Linked DNA regions of Anser cygnoides: region 1 is linked to region 2. The links are chromatin contacts, called in public Hi-C maps. All regions are on one chromosome and are shown on one strand. The core of a region is the stretch at or near the end of the contact, and the rest is flanking DNA. Distances in the headings are between cores, read along the strand shown.

What was found. Hi-C and Micro-C count contacts between places; a contact is called where the count stands out from the background.
Region 1: a Hi-C map of liver shows a contact between it and region 2, with 7 times the contacts expected there. The contact joins the promoter of SCYL3 here to the promoter of PRRC2C in region 2. A contact is called at or near these places in 2 of 7 Hi-C or Micro-C datasets (both in liver).

The regions. Positions count from the first base shown.
Region 1 is chr8:11,089,927-11,092,761 of Taihu_goose_T2T_genome, reverse strand. SCYL3 (SCY1 like pseudokinase 3) reads right to left here and starts at 1,493. Exons shown (of 14, transcript XM_048080196.1): 1 at 1,471-1,493.
Region 2 is chr8:10,801,941-10,805,066 of Taihu_goose_T2T_genome, reverse strand. It overlaps PRRC2C (proline rich coiled-coil 2C), which reads left to right and starts at 1,782. Exons shown (of 36, transcript XM_067001508.1): 1 at 1,782-1,960; 2 at 2,795-2,865. FMO4 (flavin containing dimethylaniline monoxygenase 4) reads left to right here. Exons shown (of 9, transcript XM_013190065.3): 8 at 78-147; 9 at 838-1,376. The coding sequence ends at 1,222.

The DNA of each region.
Region 1 (2,835 bases), core at 244-2,743, 290 kb before region 2:
GACTTTCTTGATAGACCGAGGGTGTTACTTCCTCCCACAGTGACAAGAGAGTGCTCTCTAGGCGGGAGACTGATTTTACACAAGTCCCTGCTCACACATCATTTAACCATCTTTGTCTGACAGCTAATGTCCTGTAACAAGCAGGCAGCTGCAGCTTCAGGCGTGCTTCTCGCTGGGAGGAACGAGCCGTGTGAACGCGTTACATACGGGAACCAGAAAGTATTACAGCTTTAACTGATGGAACACAACTTAACCCTCCAGATTGTACCAGGTGGGCGTACAATGGCTGCTACAGCCTGACTTTTATTTGTAAATTGAGCTTGTGTGTTCTGAGCCACCTAAAATCTAACACTGAGTTATCTACAGAACACACAGCTCCCTATCGTTCTGCCCCCGCTAGCGTCAGGGATGGACGTGCCCCTTGTCACTGCTGTTCCTTTCGCGTAACCTTTGGGAAAGCCACAACACAACTCTGAACTGCAGCCTCCGAGCCAGCAGGTGAAAAGGAAACACGGCACGGCATTTACAGATGTGTCTAAAAGGACCGTCCTGTAGCTCCCCGGCACGGGAAGGGTTCACAGTGCCCTGAAGTCGGTGGGATGTGCTCTCAGCTCAGAGGCCTCCTCTCCAGGCAGAGCTTTGCTGTGGCTGCCCGAGGCCTAGTGCCGCTCACCTGTGCGGTGCGAGACCTGCCGCTGCTGGGCACGGCGCGTTCACACAGCTCTGTGCCACCTCTGCCCCCGTTACCGCTCGGGTTCGTGCAGGACAGCCCAAAGCAGGGGGTGACCCCGTGCCTCGCCTTCACCCCGCACTCACACACCCGCTCCCAAACTCGGGCTCGGAAGCGCTACCACGGCAGGCTTTGCTCGCAGCCCGGCTGCCCCCGCCCCAACCACCACGGGCTCGGGGCGAGCATCGCCCCCCGCAACCGAGCCCTGCGGGGCAGCCCGGCCTCCCCAGCTCACCCCCACCGCACCCCGCGCCCCCTCCACAGCTCCCGCGGGACCCCCGCGCCGCCTCCATCCCAGCCCGCCCCGGGCTCCGAGCCCCGGGCCCCCCCCGTCCCCCCGCACCTGCAGGCAGCGGCCGGGCCGGGAGGTGCCGCCGCGCCCCGCCGCCCGCTGCCGCCCTCACGGCGCCGCCGCCGAGCCCGCTTCCGGCAGCACGGGGGCGGGCAGCGGGAGGAGGAGGAGCGGCCGCCATCTTCAGCGAGGGCGCGGCCGCCATTTTGGTTGCGGGCGGAGCCGTCTCCGCGCCCGGCGGCTGGGCGGCCTCGGCTCCTTCGCTGCGAGCCCGTCCTTCCCTCAGCACCGGGGGCTCGTCCCGTCCCCGTGCTTCATCCCAGCCCTGCAGCCACCACAGGGGGTTCCAACCCAGCCGTGCGCCCACCAAGTCCCACAGCTGGGGTGGTTCTGCCTGCAGGACGCAGCAGTCCCTCACACTGAACGTCCCTTTAGGAGAGGCACTCACCGGTACACCACAGCCACCGCCGGGGCTTTTGGCTTGGTTCAGCTCGCTTTAACCTGGGGAAGCCAGAAAACGGCAGGGTTGAGGTTTGACCGGCAGCCAACACAACACAAACTCCGCATGCAAGGTGCGCTGTGATCAGCCCCGAGGGCTCCGGGCCTGTCCTCCCCTGGCTTTCCTTTGCCCTGTGCCTCCCGACCAGGACAGACACCGCGCTGTGCAGAAATGAGCCGTGCGTGTGATTTACAGGCCCCAGGTGCTCGGGGAATAGGTGTCTCCATCCTAGTGCACGGACCCAGCTGCAGCCCGTGAGCTAGTTTCCTTCCAGCTCCCCTTGCGGGGTCGCCGTGCTCAGCCCCACACCAGCACCCTGGGGAGCCCAGCAACAGCTCCTGGAGCAGCCCAAATAGCGGGTGGGTGACAGGGTGAGAGCGGCAGAGGCGAGGCAGGTGGTCTCTCTCTGACAGCTCTCCCCCCCACCCTTGCTTTGGTGGTGTAACTCGTGCATCATAAGGAGATCTATTTAATGCCATTAAAACTAATTGCTCTCTGTGCTGCAGAATAAAGTGACTCCGGGGAGAGATTTCATGTGAGTATTTTGGACAGCCGAATAAACGTTGAAAGGAATTACTATAGTGCAGTGGGAGGTCTGAGCTTTTCACACACTATTTTCATATTGCCAATGTTATTCCAGTTTCATGCAGCGCCAGGGCATTAGGATGTGGTTTGCTCAGTCATTTTGAACCTAATGTTTCGAGCGAGCAGAGCCCAGCAGCACACCCCATACCTGTGGCCTTGTCTAGACAAAGATTTAATGGCTATTGCAGGGTGCTTAACAAAGGTGGTCTAAGCTGTGCTAACTCCTTGGCTTTCTTTATAACTGAACTCCACCAATTTAGCATGCATTAAATTTTGTGCTGTCAAAGCTGCCATGAACTTTGTAGAGCCTATTCTTTAGCAATGAGCTCCCCCCAATCCCTTTCTGGCAGAGCCAGAAACTGCCCAGAACATGGACAGTACTCCTAGAGATACTGGTCTGCTGGCCGGTAACTCAATGCCAGGGCCCCTTTGACATCTGGACAGAAAAAGGGATTCCCTCAGATCTACACCCAAACTCCGGTTGAGCTGTTCGGTGAGCAGAGAGGAAGGCCGCCTTGCACTGCGGTGCATGGGGAGGTCTAGCAGTGGGGCAGAGTGCTCAGAGTCCCCTCTGGGGCAGATGGCTTTAGGGGTAGCTGGAAGAACTGGGTCTTTTTAAATAAAGCAGATGGAGGAAGGAGGAGGGTGCAGGAGAGGGGTGCAGGAGAGTACAATAGGTCCTTACCCTGTGTAGTAGTATGTGAGGCACAGTACGTAACACACCACGGG
Region 2 (3,126 bases), core at 533-3,032:
ATGGAAGGGGTCGAAGGGTTGCTGACTGCTCTTCTTATGGTGCTGTGCAAGGTCTCTGGTCTCTTTGCTCTTCTCAGGTGCGTACAAGCTCCCTCCTTCCAGCAGGATGATGGCTGACGTTTTGAAAAAGCAGCCGCCGGTCAAAAGGTGCGTGACACTGCTACACCTTGGGGTATGCTGTGATAGGCCTTTGCTTTTGAATACATGTCAAGCTGGGCAAAGTTGATCCTTTCCCACACTAGACCCTTTCTGCTGATCTGTGACTTCTCCAAGCTGAGCTCTGGGATGAAACAACTGCCCTACAGCCTCCCCAGGCCCCACTTCAGCTCTGGGGGGCTGCAGCAGTGCTGCACCCATGGCCCCCAGATCCCTTCTGCCAGGCCTCCATGTCCTACCCTTGTTCCCTGAATCTGTGTGGAGATTTGTTTTCCTCCAGACAGAGGGTGCCATCTCGTGGCTTCTCCCTCCCTACTCCAGGCTGCAGGGAGCGTGAGGCTGAGGGCCCAGCTCCCTCCCAAAACCCCACTGGAGCACAGTGAGGGACCAGTTTCCTAGCTCAGCCCAGTCCACAGGTTGCATTTTGGTGGTGACAAGCAGGTTACAGAGATCAAGCAAGTTTCTGCCTCTTCTCCGTGCCAGGGTGGCTGCTGGTGACCTCCACATGAAGGCTCCATGTGTGCCTTTAGGTCTCTGTGTCACCCTGCAGCAAGGACAGGCTCAGAGATCTTGGCCAACATGTGTCCCCTGTAATGTCGTGGCTTTTCTGAGCCCAGGGCTGTGAACCGAGGTGGGAACAGACTATCTGATTTCCGTTACTGATTCTATGTCCCATGGAAGGAATCCACCCGAGCCGGAGCACTTGAAGATGAGTTTCATTAACTACACCTCCGACATCGCTTCTTGTGCTGGCGTGAAGCCCAGCATGCTGTGGCTGCTCCTGACCGACCCCCGGCTGGCCATGGCCGTCTTCTTCGGCCCCTGCACGCCCTACCAGTACCGCCTGGTGGGACGGGGACGGTGGAGCGGGGCCAGGGCCGCCATCCTGACGCAGTGGCAGCGGGCCTTGAAGCCCTTGAGAACTCGGGTGGTGGAGGACGGAGCCTCCCCCTGCTCCTGGCGCTGGCTGGGCTTCCTCGCCCTGCCCGCCATGCTGCTGGCGGGGTTCCTCCTCTCCAAATCTCCCCGGCTGGGGTGGGTCCCCAGGGGGCTTCCCCTTTTCTAGAAGGGATTGAGGGGGCCGTGGGGGGTGGTGTTGGGGGGACCACGTACTTCTGCCACCAGCCCTGAGCCTCCAGAGGGCTGTGGGGAGAGCCTGAAGGGCTGGTGGGCATGGGGCCAGTGCTTCTTCTGGGGTGATGGGTGGCTTGTGGGGTGGGCAAGGGTGGGCAAGTGGTTGTTTTGCTGGGAATTTACGAGAGGCAGGAGGCAGAAATAAACCTCAGTGGGCTTTTAACAACGTTTTAATGTGAGATTTTGATGTTTTGGGTAACGGGTTGGCTATGAGGGGCAGGGGGACGGACTTAGGGCTTTGCACCCCGGGAACAGGGGGAAGGCAGAGAGCAAAGGCCGGTGGCGGGCTTCCCCGGGTGCCTCCCGCCAGAACATGGCGGCGAAAATCCCAAACCTCCTCCAAATCCACCCCAATTCACCGCCCCCCCCCCCCGACTGCGGCAGGGCGGCGGTCACGTGGGCGGGCAGGCGGGCGGGGCCCCGTCGGGCGGGTGCGCGCTCGCTCCGCCGGCCGGTCGCGCGCGCGCGCGGCGCGGTGACGTCAGACGCCGTTGGCGCCGGCTTGGCCGCCCGCCATCTTGGCCCCTGTGTGGAAGCGGCTGAGGCGCGGCGCCGGGAGCGGCCGGCGGCCTTCGCCGGAGCGCGGTGAGCCCGCGGGGGGCGAGGGGAGGGGAAAAAGAAAAGAAGAAAATAAAGGAAAAACCCGGAGCGGGTTCCTCGGCCCCGCCAGGTGAGCTGGAGGAGGCCGCGCTCTCCCCTCAGCGCTCCTCGGGCGGCCTTGAGGCAGGCTGAGCGGCGCCGGGGGGAGCGGGCGGGCGGCCTGCGCCTCATGGCCGCGGGCGGGGGCGGCGCGGGGCGGAACGGAACGGAACGGAGCGGAACGGAACGGGGGGGCCGGGAACGGGGAGGGGCCCCCGGGCCGCTGCTCGCCCCGCCGGGCGCGGGGAGGCGGCGTTGGGCCCACGCCGGCCGGGCCCTGGTGCCGGGCCGCGCCGCAGCGCCTCGCATCGCCCGGGGCCGGCCGCGCCCCGCAGCGGGCACAGCGCCGGGCACAGCCCCGGGGCGGCGGGAGGGGGCTGCGGGCTGCTTCCACGCCTAGTTCGCTCCCTTCCCCACCTATTTAGCTCCCTCTCCCTTACCCACCTCTTCCCCTTATCTACTTATTCCCCCCTCCCTTTACCCTCATATTTCTCTTGCTCCCCTATTTCTCCCTTCTTCCTCACCTATTTCCCCACCTATTTCTCCCCTCTTCCTCACCTATTTCTCTTCCCCACCTATTCCCCATCCTCCCCTATTTCCCTCCCTCTTACCCACCTATTTCCCTTACCCGCCTATTTCCCCCCCACACACACACCTATTCCCCCACCCCCCCTTTTCAAAAGGCTCCACATCTTTCCAGGGAGATTCCTCAGGAAACCATCCCCTTCAAGCTTTTGCACTCACTCTGTGGCACTAATTCTTCCTCTGCAAACCCGTGGGGAAGGAGAGGTTTTCCTATGGGATGCTGGAGGCACGTGCAGTGCGCCACACTTGGATTTTCTGACTCTGAAATATTTATCCGCAGTTCTGGAGACACGCAGTAAAAGGATTCCTGGATTATTTCACTTAAAACTGAGTGAAGCACCTTTTGAAAAGGTACTGTTGTTTCTGCTCCTAGGGACAAGATTTGTAGGAATGGGGTGAACGTGACCAGGGTGGTTTTATTGATAGCGCTTGAAATGTGGTGTGAGCATAGGTAGATGACATGGCTAAAATTCAGGCAGCCAGCCTGGCATAATGGGAGCCATCACCCAGGGATGCGGGGCTTGAAAATTTGGGGGCTAAAAGTGGCCTAGCCAGTTTCTAGCTTGGGCCCTTTTTATGGGGAAGGGGAGCCTGCGTGAGAGCATGGTGCTG